2 separate regions of the Hordeum vulgare genome follow, and region 2 is linked to region 1. A link is a contact called in public Hi-C data. All regions are on one chromosome and are shown on one strand. The core of a region is the stretch at or near the end of the contact, and the rest is flanking DNA. Distances in the headings are between cores, read along the strand shown. Region 1 has its middle 140 kb from the start of LOC123405501. Region 2 holds the start of LOC123405501 (fatty acid desaturase DES2).

Region 1 (7,581 bases), core at 716-3,215:
ACCGCCGCACGCCTTCGTACCCTTCGCTGGCGCTGCTGCAAAATCACCATCGCCGGTGCTCGGGCCGAGCCACATGGAAGATGACATGGCTGCCTCCTGCCATGGACTGATCGTGTGTATGCATGTATTAGAAAAAAGGTACAAGCGGTGTTCAAAAAGTTTCAAACGGCGTAAAAAAAGTTTCACCCGTTGATAAAAGAAGTTACAACCACGTCCATGAGAGTTGTAACCAAACTTCGTCGGAGTTTTATAGCCGGAGTTGCAACCATGATGAAAAAATGTTGCAACCATTATACAAATTTGATACATCAGTCATTCTTTTTTGTTGCAACCGTATTGTTTTTTTCTACAACCGTTGACATGGACGAGTTGCAACCATGATGAAAAATGCTGCAATCATTATACAAATTTGCTACATCAGTCATTTTTTGTTGTTGCAACCGCATTGTGTTTTTGCTACAACCGTTGACATGGACGAGTTGCAACCATGATGAAAATGCTGCAACCATTATACAATTTTGCTACATTTGTCGTTATGTTTTGTTGCAACCGTATTATTTTTTACAAGGGGTTGCAACCATGAGCGCACGTTGCTACATCCACGGAGGTTAGAAACGCACAGAAGGCGACATAGGTGATGGCGGCGAGGGCGGTGACCGACGGCAAGGGCGGCGACAAGCGGCGACCGACGATGAAGGGCGGCCAGCGGTGAGGAGGTGAAGCGAGGCGGTCGGCGCGTGCTGGGGCGTCGGCGCGTGCGAGGCGGGCCTTCCCCTTTCCCGTGCGAGAGGTTGAAGATAGGAGGGATGGGGTCGATGGGATCTGACAGCTCGGGAGGGCCAAATCTGACGGCTGGAGCTCGACCGGCCCAACAGTTGGGCCGGCGCGCCGGCGCAGAGTGCTTGCCTTGAAAAAAACACCATGCATTACGTGCACATATTTTATTAACCAGTTATAGGTGTGTCCAGACGGGTGTAAATCATACGAATACTCGCTCGTAGGAACTCTTTGGGTGACGTACCGTACCAGGCAGAGGAGTGATACGAAGGCCTAGTCAGTGATCCACGTCTCCGAAGCGCAACTCTGCCTACTCTTTAGTTGAAGCTTCATACGAAACACGTTTATTTCTCTTTATATTCGTCAATTTAAAGCTGATCAGGGTGTTCTCAACCAAGTCATTGCGGTTGCGGTCCGTCTATGCCGTCCAATTTAGTGATTACACACGTTCTGTAATTCAGTGCGTAGGCCAGGCCCTTTAGAGGACAAAACAAGGCAATACGTACTAGAAGCAGCCAGCAGTACGTATCGCTACTTGTAATCAAGTGACGTCTTCCGTTCGTTCGTGCTATAACGCAACTGCAGCAACGCACGGAACACACGTGTTTGAGAGGGAACATATATACGTGCCGACTAATTTAAGCGGGACTATTCATTCACATGCAAGGAATCGTAAGGCTACGAGGTCCCGGAAATCACAAGGCTTTGGTACTCGTACGCAGTTGCAGATTCACCACTGGGACGAGCTGGGGACGCCGCCCCGGCTCTCCGACAACAAAACAGGGTATCTTCCGTGTCTAATGACCATAGACGCAGTGCAATGAAGCTTCATCGTCATTCAACGTCCCGGCAAACTCAGTATCCAGGTCCGTCACTGCTGGTACGACGTGTCACACTGCTCACCATCAGCCATGCTCGAGGTGATCTGGTCAGCCATTCGTGTTTACATCCCTACCTCTCCCTTTTTATTCAGGGACCATCTCACACAATCTATCGAAGGAACGGCTTCCTCCCGGGAGCCGAGCAGCAGATATACTACCGGAAAAAGTGAACAAAAGAAGCGACGAAAGATATTCGTCGTGTCGCTGGGCAGAGTCGAAAGCGGCAAAAGTACCCGGACATCATGCAGACATGCACGTTCCAAAGCCGGAACGCCCCAAGCTCGTGAGTTGGTGCACGTGCTTGCATCCATGATCCATCACGCAAGCGCGACAAGAAGGCCAAAACGGGTAGCTGACACTCCACTGCTGCCACAAGCGCCACCAGCGCCAGGCGATGACAAGCCCAAGCGGCGAGCTAGCCTAGCTTGTTGCCTGCCTCGCGTGTCGAAACCGCCGAGCGGACGGATGGCAAAGGCGCTCTGTACGTGTCGCCGACGGCCACGACGCGTGGGGAAACGGCGCGACAAGTGGACGGCACACGCGCGCCGTCCGCGTTCGCATGGCGTGCGGGCGGCGCCGCGCGCACGGGGGCGGGAATCACGGTGGTGTGTGGAGCGGCGCGCTCGTCTCACGCAGGAGCTGCATTTGTCTCGTCCATCCATGCTACGGGTTAGCTCCAGCATGGGATTGGTAAGAGCAGCTCCAACGCGTGTTTTTTTTTTTTTTGGCAGGGATAAAAATATGTTTCAACACGTCGATTCAAACATAAATGTTGTCCGTCATATGTTCATATGAACTCATTTCAGGCCTAAATTTAAGATTAATTTACATCCTTACGGATACGAACCGGACGCGCCGCGCTTGATTGTCTTTCATGGGTCCATCAGTCGGCCCCTCAATCACCGTCCACGTTCGTATTAATTGCGACCATTAAACTCGGACCCGTATCACACTGGATGGAAGTTGCCGGTCGTTGTCTTTTTAAATCAAAGCGTGGGACAGGGCCGGCCTCATCCACTTCTTCTCTTCGTCCCCATCTAACGACATTTGCTCCCCCGCCGGCGACGAGAAACCCTAAACCTAGCCGGCTTCCATCATCGTCCATCATAGATTCCTTAGGCAAAGGAAAGGGCAAGCTCACCCCGGGTGCTAGCTCCTCCCTGTCGCCGACGCCTCCGCGCTTTGGTGCGTCACCGCGGGAACGCGAGCGTCTGTACATCCCAGTCCACCAAGCTAGCTGGCATTGGCAGTACAAGCAGGCCCTCCTGTATCCAGATGTCAACCTCCCGCATGGTTGGCATCTAGACCCCAACCCTAACCTCGTGCGCGCGGTGCGCTGAGTCGCGTGTGCGCACATGTAGGATGTGCACCCGCGGCACGCGTTGCTAGACCCGGACCAGAGGCATGCTCCAGCTTACGCGGACGACACCCCAAACTGAGAGGTTTGGTTCGCCTTGGAGCACGAAAGTAGCGCCTCCACGACGTCCAGCTCGATCCCGCCGTCCCACCGCCACGGTCGGCGCCTCCAACGCTTCCTGAGCCCAAGATCGAAGTGGAGGAGCCCGAGCCATACCGCTATGAGTGGGCCGACCAACTCCGGGAGTGGGTTTCCGCGCCTCCCGTGTGGCTCGGCACTACGCCGGAGCAGGATACGGTCTATCTCCTCTAATAAAAGACGCATGCGCTGGCGGAGGAGCACACCCAGGCCGAGGCATAGATGAAGCTAGAGCGCCATTGGGCGCTTGGGAGGAGGAGGAGCGTCGGGAGAATGAGCGAGCCCGGCAGCATGTGCCCTAGCCGCCGATGTTGTCGGTGTAGAATGCTGCTCAAGCGTGGGAGGCGACGTTCCCTTGGGCTGCTAAGATGATACGTCTCCATCGTATCTACTTTTCCAAACTCTTTTGTCCTTGTTTCAGACTCTAATTTGCATGATTTGAATGGAACTAACCCGGACTAACGTTGTTTTCAGCAGAATTGCCATGGTGTTGTTTTTGTGTAGAAATAAAAGTTCTGGGAATGACCTGGAAATTTACGAGGATTTTTTTGTGGAATATATAAAAAATACTGGCGCAAGAATCAACCGGAGACGTGGAGCGAGGAGCCCACAAGCCATGGAGCCCCCCCCCCCCGGCCGCGCCTAGCAGGCTTGTGGGGCCCTCGGGGCTCCGCCGCCTCCAACTCGAGCTCTATTTAGTCCCTTTCGCCCGAAAAAAAATCAAGGAGAAGAGTTCATCGGGTTTTACGATACGGAGGCGCCGCCACCACTTGTTCTTCCTCTGGAGGGCAGATCTGGAGTCCGTTCTGGGCTCCGGAGAGGGGAGATCGTCACCGTCGTCATCACCAACCTTCTTTCATCGCCAATTCCATGATGCTCTTCACCGTTCATGAGTAATCTCATCGTAGGCTTGCTGGACGGTGATGGGTTGGATGAGATCTATCATGTAATCGAGTTAGTTTTGATGGGGATTGATCCCTAGTATCCACTATGTTCTGAGATTGATGTTGCTACTACTTTGCCATGCCTAATGCTTGTCACTAGGGCCCGAGTGCTATGATTTCAGATCTAAACCTATTATGTTCTCGTGAATATATGTGTGTTCTTGATCCTATCCTACAAGTTGTAGTCACTTACTATGTGTTATGACCCGACAACCCCGGAGTGACAATAGCCGGAACCACTTCCGGAGATGACCATAGTATGAGGTGTTCATGTATTCACTAAGTGCTAATGCTTTGTTCCGGTTCTCTATTAAAAGGAGAACCTTAATATTCCGTAGTTTCCATTAGGACCCCGCTGCCACGGGAGGGATGGATAATAGATGTCATGCAAGTTCTTTTCATAAGCACGTATGACTATATACGGAATGCATGCCTACATTACATTGATGAGCTGGAGCTAGTTACATATCTTCCCATGTTATAGCTGTTGCATTATGAATGTCATCCGACATAATTATCCATCACCAATCCAATGCCTACGCGTTTTTCCTACTGGTCCTTACTACGTTACTTTGCCGCTACTGCTATCACTGCTGGTACTGTTACTGTTGCTACTGTTGCTATCACACTACTCTGTTACTAAAAGTTTGCTGCAGATACTAAGTCTTTCAGGCGTGGTTGAATTGACAACTCAACTACTAATACTCGAGAATATTCTTTGGCTTTCCCTTGTGTCGAATCAACAAATTTGGGTTGAATACTCTACCCTCGAAAACTGTTGTGATCCCCTATACTTGTGGGTTATCAAGACTATTTTCTGGTGCCGTTGCCGGGGAGGCATAGCTCTATTCTCTGAGTCACTTGGGATTTACGTCTTTTGATCACTATGAGGAATCCAAGAGATCCAAAAACTAAAGTCTTGCCCTCAACTACGAGGACAGGTAAGGAACTGCCATCTAGCTCTGCACTTGATTCACCTTCAGTTATGAGTAAGTTTGCGACACCACCTCCTGCTAGAAATTTCGATATGTCGCCTGTGCTTGATGATGCTACTTCTTCTATCCATGATGCTTATGATGATGCTTTGCCACTAGGTGCATTCCTTGATGCACAAATTGCTAGAGTTGCTGCTGAATGTGATGATACTTCTGAAACTGTTGAGATTATTGAAGTAGAACCTGCTATTTCACCTGTTAGAATTAGCTCTCCTAGATATGAATTGCCTAATATACCTGAGGGTTATGTTATGGAGGGAGAGATAGCTGAGGACTTTCTTACTTGTAAGGATAGCTATGATCTTGAGAAATTACTGCGCAAGTGGAAAGAAAAATCTCTGAACGCTAGAATGAAATACGATCCTAAGTTTGCTACTTCGCCTATCTTTGTGACCGATAAGGATTATGAATTCTCTGTCGACCCTTAGTTAATCACTTTGGTCGAATCTGATCCTTTTCATGGTTATGAGTCTGAATCGGTTGTGGCACATCTTACTAAGCTACACGGTATAGCCACCCTATTCACGAGTGAGGAAGAGATCCGCCACTACTATATCCTTAAGTTGTTTCTTTTCTCGCTAAAGGATGATGCTAAGACTTGGTTCACTTCTCTTGCTCCTGGTTGTGTGCGTAGTCCCCAGGATATGATCTACTACTTCTCTAAGAAATATTTTCCTGTCCATAATAAACAAGCTGCCTTGCAGGATATATTTACCTTTGTGCAAGTTGAAGAAGAGAGTCTCCCACAAGCTTGGGGGAGGCTCGTCCAGCTACTGAATGCTTTGCCTGATCACCCTCTTGAGAAAAATGAAATACTTTATATCTTCTATAATGGACTAAGCGATGCTTCTAGGGACCACCTAGATAGTTGTGCTGGTTGTGTTTTCAGGGAACGTACTGTGGAACAAGCTGAGATTCTATTGAATAATATCTTGTGCAATGAGAATGCTTGGATTATTCCCGAACCACCTCCGAAGCCAACTCCAAAGAAAAGAGGTATCCTATTCCTTAGTCCCGAAGATATGCAAGAAGCTAAGAAATCTATGAAAGAGAAAGGCATTAAATCTGAAGATGTCAAGAATCTACCACCTATCGAAGAATTACATGGCCTTGATAACCCGACACAGGTAGTAGAGGTAAATTCTCTTCGTAGATTCAATGAGAATGATATTCCTTTTGATAAAACGGCTAGCTTATGCTTAGATGAATTTTATAACTTTGTTGTCAAACAACAAAGTTTCAATGATTATGTTAGCAGACAATTGGAACAGAATGCTCGTATGCTTAGTCATTTAAGTACTTGTGTGGATAGAAGTGTCAATGGTCTTAAGCTTTTGAGTAAACATGCCTCTATGGTTACTACTCAAGTAGAACAAGTACTTAAGGCTCAAAATGACTTGCTCAATGAGTTGAATGACAATTCTGTCAGAGTCGTCACTAGAGGTGGTAGAATGACCCAGGAACCTTTGTATCCTGAGGGTCATCCTAAGAGAATTGAACAAGATTCTCAAGGAGTTAGCACCGAGGCACCTAGTCATCCTAGGAAGAAAAAGAAAGATGATAGGAACTTGCATGCTAGCAACCCCGTTGCTGTTACACCCGAGAATCCAAATGATATCTGTGTCTCTGATGCCGAAACACAATCTGGTGATAAACATGAGCCTAATGATAATATCGATAGTGGTGCTCATGATGATGCTCAACCTAGCAATGATAAGGATGTGGAGATTGAACCTAGTGTTGATCTTGATAACCCACAACCTAAGAATAGGAGATACGATAAGAACGACTTCATTGCTAGATAGCATGGTAAAGAAAGGGAACCATGGATTCAGAAACCCATGCCCTTTCCTCCCAAACCATCCAAGAAAAAAGATGATGAGGATTTTGAGCGATTTGTTGAAATGATTAGACCTGTCTTTCGGCAAATGCGTTTGACAGATATGCTCAAAATGTCTCCTTACGCTAAGTACATGAAGGATATTGTGACTAATAAGAGGAGGATACCTGAGGTTGAGATTTCCACCATGCTCGCTAGTTACACCTTCAAGGATGGAACTCCTAAGAAACTAGGTGATCCCGGAGTGCCCACTATACATTGCTCCATTAAAGGGAACTACGTTAGAACTGCTTTATGCGACCTTGGAGCCGGTGTTAGTGTTATGCCTCTCTCTCTTTATCGTAGACTTGAATTGGATAAGTTGACACCCACTGAAATCTCCTTGCAAATGGCCGACAAATTAACTGCTTCCCCTATCGGCATTTGCAAGGATGTGCCTATTGTAGTTGCTAACGTTACTATCTTAACAGACTTTGTTATTCTGGATATTCCCGAGGATGATGCCATGGCGTTCATCCTTGGAAGAACCTTTTTAAACACTGCAGGGGATGTTATTGATTGCAACAAAGGCAATGTCACTTTCCATGTCAATGGTAATGAGCATACGGTGCACTTTTCGAAGAAACAATATCGAGTACATTGCATCAAT
Region 2 (7,438 bases), core at 3,669-6,168, 140 kb before region 1:
AGCTCGGACGTTTAATTCCGGTTTGAGAGGTCCGTTTGGGTCAAATTTTTATGACCGGTCAATGACTGGGCGACAAAGACGGACCTAGCCCGTTGGGCCAGGGTGGACCAGCAGTGCTACTGTATACATATATTATTATTATTTTTTTATTTTATCACCTTTCTACTATGATATTAAAGGTATTTTAAAAACTCAGGATGGACCATGGACAATCGTCTATCTTCGTCACTGTCGTGCGGCCTATTCGGATGTTTGAGAGGGTTTGAGGGATCCGGTTGTAGATGCAGACGGGTTTGAGGGGTCCGGTTGTAGATGCTTTAAGGTCATGTCAGCACTGCAATCGCACAGACAGGCCAAAATTGTTGGATTTGGACTGCTGGCTAGTTGAAACGTTCGGCGCAGCTTTCACCATTACACGGCTGTGCAAATTGTTGCATTTGGACGGCTAACAACGCACAAGGTAGCTTTCAGCGTTACAAGGTGCAAAATTGTTGGACTTTGGACAGCTAACAACGCTGGCCAGTGGCCACCGCTTCAAGGCTGGACCACAACGTGACAGTGAGATTTAACTTGAAGTAGGAAGCACAGAGGACTCAAAACTGGCGAGTACTCAAAAAAGTAGCCCTTCGATGATCAGTTATTCCGCCATAAAACACGAAATGGTCTACAACAACATGACACGGACGGGGGGAGATGACGCCAATGCAATGACAGACGCACACACAACACACACGGCCATGTCAATGGCCACGGACACCAACAACGACCGCCGGCGACTAAGACGCAGGAGGAAAGTAAAGAAGGAACTGACAAAAGTCACGGACACGCTACTCCTCCTTGCACCACTCAACTCTTTCTAGCATTGGCACGGTAATAGTAGTCTTGTTTGTGCCCAAATGCCCTCTGCTATCTAAAAACTAACCATATGTAGGTAGATGGATGGATTACTTGTAAGGACCTCTTCTCTGAGTTCTTCCTGGAACACGGCTGATGACGATCCTTGCGGCTAGAACTTGTTGCTGTACCAGAAGACCCCCTTGCGGTCCTCGGGCTCAACGTAGATGCACTCCTTGGCCTCGCGCCATGTGGCCTTGGCGACCGGGGTGCCGTCAAACTGGTAGTACTCGCCGAGGATGGGCTTGATCGCCTTGGTGGCCTCCATGGCGTGGTAGTGCGGCATGTTGGAGAAGAGGTGGTGCGCCACGTGCGTGTCCGTGATGTTGTGGAACACGCGGTTGAGAATGCCGTAGTCCCGGTCCATGGTGGCGAGCGCCCCCCGCAGCCAGTCCCACTCCGTCGAGTCGTAGTGCGGCAGCGCTGGGTGGGTGTGCTGCAGGTAGGTGATCAGGACCAGCCACGCGTTCACGATCAGCAGCGGCACGCCGTAGACCCGCACCACCCACCAGAACCCAAACGACGACACAAGCTTGAGCAGGGCCAAGGAGACGGCCAACACGCCGACATCCGAGATGAAAATCTGGGCTCGCTCCCGGTCGTTGTAGATCGGGCCGTAGGGGTCGAAGTGGCAGGCGAAGCGCGGGTACGGACGGCCTGAGGCGTTGAGCGCCAGGTACAGCGGCCACCCGAGGGTGAGCTGCACCACGATGTGCACCAGACGGCCGATGGGGTTGTTGTAGATGTAGGGAGTGTACCATGCCAGCGCCTCCTTCTGCTTGGGGACAAACACCTCGTCGCGCTCCAGCGACCCGGTGTTGGAGTGGTGGCGACGGTGGCTGTACTTCCACGAGAAGTATGGGACGAGCAGCCACGAGTGGAGCACCAGGCCGACGGTGTCGTCGAGCAGCGAGTAGTCAGAGAAGGCATGGTGGCCGCACTCGTGCGCGATGACCCAGACGCCGGTCATGACGCAGCCCTGAACGATCCAGTAGAGCGGCCACGCGCCCAGCTGCAACACGGTAGGGAGGGTGGGGATCCAGACCAGAGCGGCGTACAGCAGGGCGGCGATGATGACCAGGTCATGAACCACGTAGGAGAAGGACTTGATGATGGAGCGCTGGAAGCAGTGAGGCGGGATCGCCTTCTTGATCTGACCGAGCGTGAACGGCGGCTTGTCCGTCGGCGAGCGCTGGAAGGCTGCGCCGCCGCCGGCGCGGCCGAGCTGCTCCTGCTTCTCCCGCTCCTTCTCGGTCATCCTGCCGCCGGCACCCATGATGCTGCTGACAAGAAAAGGAAACACAGATGGTCAGACGTCACGAACGAAGTTATATTGTATTCCAATCATACGAGATCAATAAGAGAACAGTATATTCTAACTGCATGATTCTCACAATACTGCTATGAACGAAAATATCTAGCAAGTTGGTTAATACTTTATTTCAGTTCTGCTGGTGCACGAGGGGCAGCTATGCAAGGAAAACAAAACACGGCACGAGGGGGTGTTATATCATCGCCCACGGTAATGGTGGCGTGCCCCGATGCTAACAAGATAAAGTATTCCTCTCTTTGAAGAAAAAAAAAGTAAAATATTCCTGGATGACATGACAAGTGGGGCGATCGCGGCATGTGCGAACCCAATGGCATGTTAAGATTCCCTTTGGGTGCGTGCACCGCAGCTGCCCCACATGTACTACTGCTAAGCTAAATTCAGATCTGCCCATGCCTCTGAACCATCAGAGACAAAATCGTCTGTCGTACTGGAGTAAAACACAGGGCGGTGGAAGATGGAGATAATAAGGTGACCAATCCAATGGTCAAAGTAAAGGAAGTATATGCGCCAGAAACTCGTTCAAAATGAGGACATATCCAGTAAGATAAGGCGATCAAATCCTACCAGACACACCTTGGACGGTCAAATATAAGCCATCCGCCATCTCTTCAAGGAGGACGCCAATATGGACGAATACGTCTCTCTCTCTCTCCCGCCCCTGTGCTACGACCACGACACATTCGGTCCGAGAACGCCGAGTCACCCACCAACCACCACCCTCTCAGTCTCGGGCACACACTTCCCCACCTCAGCTCGGCGCAGCAGTGGGCGACCGAGACCAAGGAACAGCAGTAAAACGAGATACCACGTTGAACATGGCGCATCTCCAGACGGTAGGTGGACTTTCAATTCAGATGCCATCAACAAAGTGCTAGTGATTTCCTTCTCGCTTTGAAGAGAGAAAAAGAAGTCCCACGGCCAAACCATAATAAAGCTCCGGATCGCGACGTTCAACTTTGCTGATTCAGGGCAATAAACCCAGCTTAGCTGATTGATTAGGACTTATTTTGCAGATTCGGGGCAGGCATTAAGCCTGGATTACACGCTGTAGGCGAGGAGGACCAGAGCGGGGGCAGCACATACAGGGCAAGTACAGGGCTGGCGTGGTGCTACTGCTATCCAAGTTTTTTTTTTTGAGGGGTACTGCTATCCAAGGTGGAAGAGGGCCATGGGCACCCAGATCTGCGCCTTTGTTCGTTTGTGCGCGTCCAGCTAGGCTGGACGTCTGCGGCCGGAAATACGAAAAAAAAAAGGTGGTGCAGGCCCGCCTTGTGGGTGTGGGCCTGGATCCGTGGAATATTGTGCAGCTCTGACCCACGCAGTCTTTTCTGTACCTTAGCGCAGGCACGCGGTCGTGGGGTGACGAAACGGAAAGGGACAATCGCCACCGTCCAGGCGCCGGCGACAGGATATCTGACGGGGTCGTGAATCACGATGACCTTTTCTAGGTCAGGAGCAGCAGCGCGCCAGCCGCCGCCGCCGCCGACGACATGCTGAAAGGAGCGGCCTAACTTTCTTTTTTTTTCCCTCTTCTTTCTTATGATAATATCCCAACGACATGGGCACGAGAAGCATATGGCTGAGGCTCCGCCTGCCGTGTTTCGCTGGACAAACGGATTTTTGTGTGTGCGTGTGTGTGTGTTTGCGATAACGGCTTGCCTCTTTGAAAACTGAAAGCTTGCGTGTTGTCAAAGGCCAATTAGTTTTGTTACGGCCTAATCAGTAATCACAGCTTTGTGATTCTGTTTCAAGTGATTGTGGATGGAAAGTGGTTCTCTCATCCTTGATCAAATCAAAAAGAAGAAACACATGGTGCTACAAATTTAGCGCGCCGGGGGTGAAGGGGAGGCAAAGGTAGGTAGCAGCTTTTCCAACGAAACTAACGGGAGCTGCCAAAAGCATGGCAGATTTTACGAATCTAAAATGAGTGCTAGCGGCGAAGGTGCAGGGATCAGGGCCCAAAAGGCGTACCGGAATATCTGGACACCGTCCGCACCAAAATCCTGCAGATCTGGTGGCAAGATGCAAACAGAGCCCGAGTTTGTAAATGTCAACGCTAACCAGAGGCGATCGATTGCCGTGGTGCCCGTCAGCAACCAGGAAAAGGGGTTGCGCTTTTGGATTTGGTACGCCGCTTCCCGATCTCCGCCTCGTTCGTTCGTTCGTTCCAATACTGCTCGCTGTTGCCTCCGGTGAAACCGTGCATGGGACACGCGCATTTCGCTGGGAATTCGGTCGGGGGTAGGTGCGGCGTCTAGCGGAGCAACGGATTGACGGACCGGTGGCAGGAATCAGGTGCGGCGGCAAAGGGGGGAGAAAACAGCAACCTGTCTGTCGAGCTCCTCTCACGGCGGCGCCGGCGGAGGCTCTACGAGGGGATACGGGACGCACGCGGCATGGCGCCCTGCCTGCTCGCCATTCCCGGCGGCTTAAAACGCCCGGAGAACCAAGCAGATTCCGCGCGAATCCGCACCGAAGAAAATGAATCTACTACCAATTGAGCCAGACAAGCGATGGATTCGGACGAATGGCGATACCTGGTAGGGGTGGTGGTGGTCGAGGCGGCGGATCGGGCGGACGGACACCACGCGAGCGAGCGAGCGCGCGCGCGCACCCTCACCGGCGCGTCTGCTCCTCTTGTGGACGGGACGAACGAGTGGTTTGTGCGGGGGGGAGGAGCAGGCCGCCTCCGAGTCCACCGGTGGGGGATGCTATTTAAAAGCGCCCCGTCCCCTCACGCGCGCCCACTGGCGTGCGGGTCCCGGGAGCCAGATGGGGCGCACTGACCCAAGAAATCTGGCCCCGTACACGTGTCGCGGTTTGTATCGCTCGTCTGAGGGGGCCGTGACCCGGATCTCGCATGGCGGGCCGTCGGCCGTCCGTTCGGGCCATCCGACGGTCCGGAGCCTGCCACCAGAATGGCGTGGGATTCACCACTAGATATAGTGCCAATTTTGTCCGTCAGCTGAGGCCTCCCCTGTACAGAAATACAGCAAACAGACCCCGTATGAAATATGCTTCCTTCGTTTTTTAAAATATAGGTTTTTTTATAAATTTTATTATAGACTACGTACGAAATAACATGAATAAATCTACACTCTATGAATGTCTATATACAAATCTTTAAAAAACTTATACTCCGACGAATGAAGTACATGTAAAGATTACAAAAACCATTGTTTTTGAATATTACGAAACATGTGATAATAATTATTAGTGGATGAAAAGGACCAAACACATGAAAATTTTGGTGAAAATATAATTATTAATTCATGGTAGAAACTTTCCTGCAAAACAATTATGGTATATATGTATGTTTATATCATGTTGTTGTAATTTAGTATAGAGTAGTATATAGAAGGGTGTAAACGAACTTAAATCATTATTATTATATCTAACTTGACAATTAGCCCTTTACTTACCGAGTTAGACACTTATCTTTGTGCGTGTGTATGTGTGTGTGTACATTTTCATAAAAGAAAGTTACATATATACATGCATTATTTATTCACATGTTTTTAATCTTGTTGAAATGAATTATCGCTCAATTACAATATCATATGATTCCTTGGGTTGGGAATGGCATGTTCAAGATGATAAATATATGTCGTTTGCATAAGAAATATTGCAAGGGCTTTTCTGTAGGCGGATTATTCTTTCTCATATCTATGCAACATACGGTACCCATATGTCAAGGCAACAAAAAATTATGTTGTTTTGAATGATTTGCATAGTTTATAGATTTGAAGGTAAAGTTTGAAGGTAAAGTGGGAAATATTGCCATCTGCGACCACTTCAAAATGCCATCAACAGCCAACCCCCTCCAAGGGAACGTTTGTGAGTTAGTATTTCCGTAAATAATAGGATCATGATATCATGCTATCATGTACTCCCTGTTTTCACAAATTTAAGATGTTTAGGGATAATCTCAACGGCGCCCATTTTTTTCTAAAAAGACATTTCACTCCTCGATTTCAAATTTCATCCCAACGTGATCCTCGCCGCACCCAATGTCTTCAATTCTAGGATGTCAATGTGCTCACGAGACATTGCTCCTCGCCAAGCGTGCCGACGTGCCTCGGCGCTCATCAGCGAGTATGTCGCTGCGCCCAGCGCTCATTGGTCAGCGCATAGTCGAGCTAGGTGCTCTGTCGAGCACGAGTCACCAAGCGCTCGTCATCGCGCTCACTAGGCGCTCATTGTTGCCGAGCACCAGACGCTCCTCGTTGCAAGTTGTAGCAACATTTTCCGGCAGCAATTTCCGTGAACCGGCAGTAGCAACATTTGGTGTGTGCATCACCAGCTCATATGCATCCACTACATCGACATCTCCGCTGCATCCTCTACATCATCGTCTCCTTTACAAATTTAGCCGTGAATTAGTCCCAACAACCGCTATTTATGCTTCTCCTCATCATCAGGAGCAGCAGCATGGTGCTCCTAGACCTGCATAACACTCCATCTGAAGAAGAATCACCCGGAGGAGAAGAGAATGGCGATATAGAAGAACCAAAAAGATGTACTATCTGTTTACTCCACGTAGTTTAAGTACCCCATGAATCTGTAAGTTAAAGTACTCTATGAATTAGCAAGGGTAAAGTGAAGTTTTATAATATATTGGGATTAAATCCTCGAGGAATCCATTGAGAGGATCGATATGGTCGACTGGAAGGGCAGTTGAATAGGCGGCTAACAATATTTTTAACTTCTTTTGCACAATATGCTCAACAAAATAAGAGATTGAGTAGATACGCAACTAGGTGGACAACCTATATGACAAGCACAACAAAACGAGGTAATAAAAAGCACAAAGTAAAAGTGAAATAATCGCATGTGGAGTCGATGGAGACGAGGATGTGTTTTTTAAGTTCCCTCTTTTGGGAGGAGGGTATGTCTCTGTTGGAGGGGTGTGTAGACATAATGCTCCCCGAGGATCCCAAAGACTCACCCTTTTCTTCTCGCGCCCTCACACAATGCAAGGTTTCGTGGATCCACAGGTCATGCCATTGAATGCGACAATCGGGACATTTCAAAATAAGGATGTGGATCTCTACATAATTTAATTGGAGGCTCCCAACACTATCATGAAGCTTCACCGCAATGGAATGCAGCTCTGAAGTGACCTCAAACATCTAGGGTTCCCAAACACCCAAGAGTAACAAGATTTGCAAGGAGTCAAACAACTAGGGTTTGGTTTGGATGGACGTGTAG

What was found. Hi-C and Micro-C count contacts between places; a contact is called where the count stands out from the background.
Region 2: a Hi-C map of leaf shows a contact between it and region 1, with 2.7 times the contacts expected there. The contact joins the promoter of LOC123405501 here to the enhancer-like site in region 1. A contact is called at or near these places in 1 of 6 Hi-C or Micro-C datasets (leaf) and 1 of 1 datasets of contacts at active chromatin or transcription factors (embryo).

What each region holds. Positions count from the first base shown.
Region 1 is chr6H:475,135,510-475,143,090 of MorexV3_pseudomolecules_assembly, reverse strand. No RefSeq gene overlaps it. Among protein-coding and RNA genes, the nearest start is that of LOC123405501, 140 kb to the left of the region's middle. Within about 2 kb of position 1,965, at least 2 of the 3 cell types and tissues checked have open chromatin away from gene starts, as enhancers often do. A contact at or near this core is called in leaf, where this site is marked.
Region 2 is chr6H:475,280,045-475,287,482 of MorexV3_pseudomolecules_assembly, reverse strand. It overlaps LOC123405501 (fatty acid desaturase DES2), which reads right to left and starts at 4,918. Exons shown (of 2, transcript XM_045099164.1): 1 at 4,765-4,918; 2 at 608-2,177. The coding sequence starts at 2,170. The coding sequence ends at 1,007.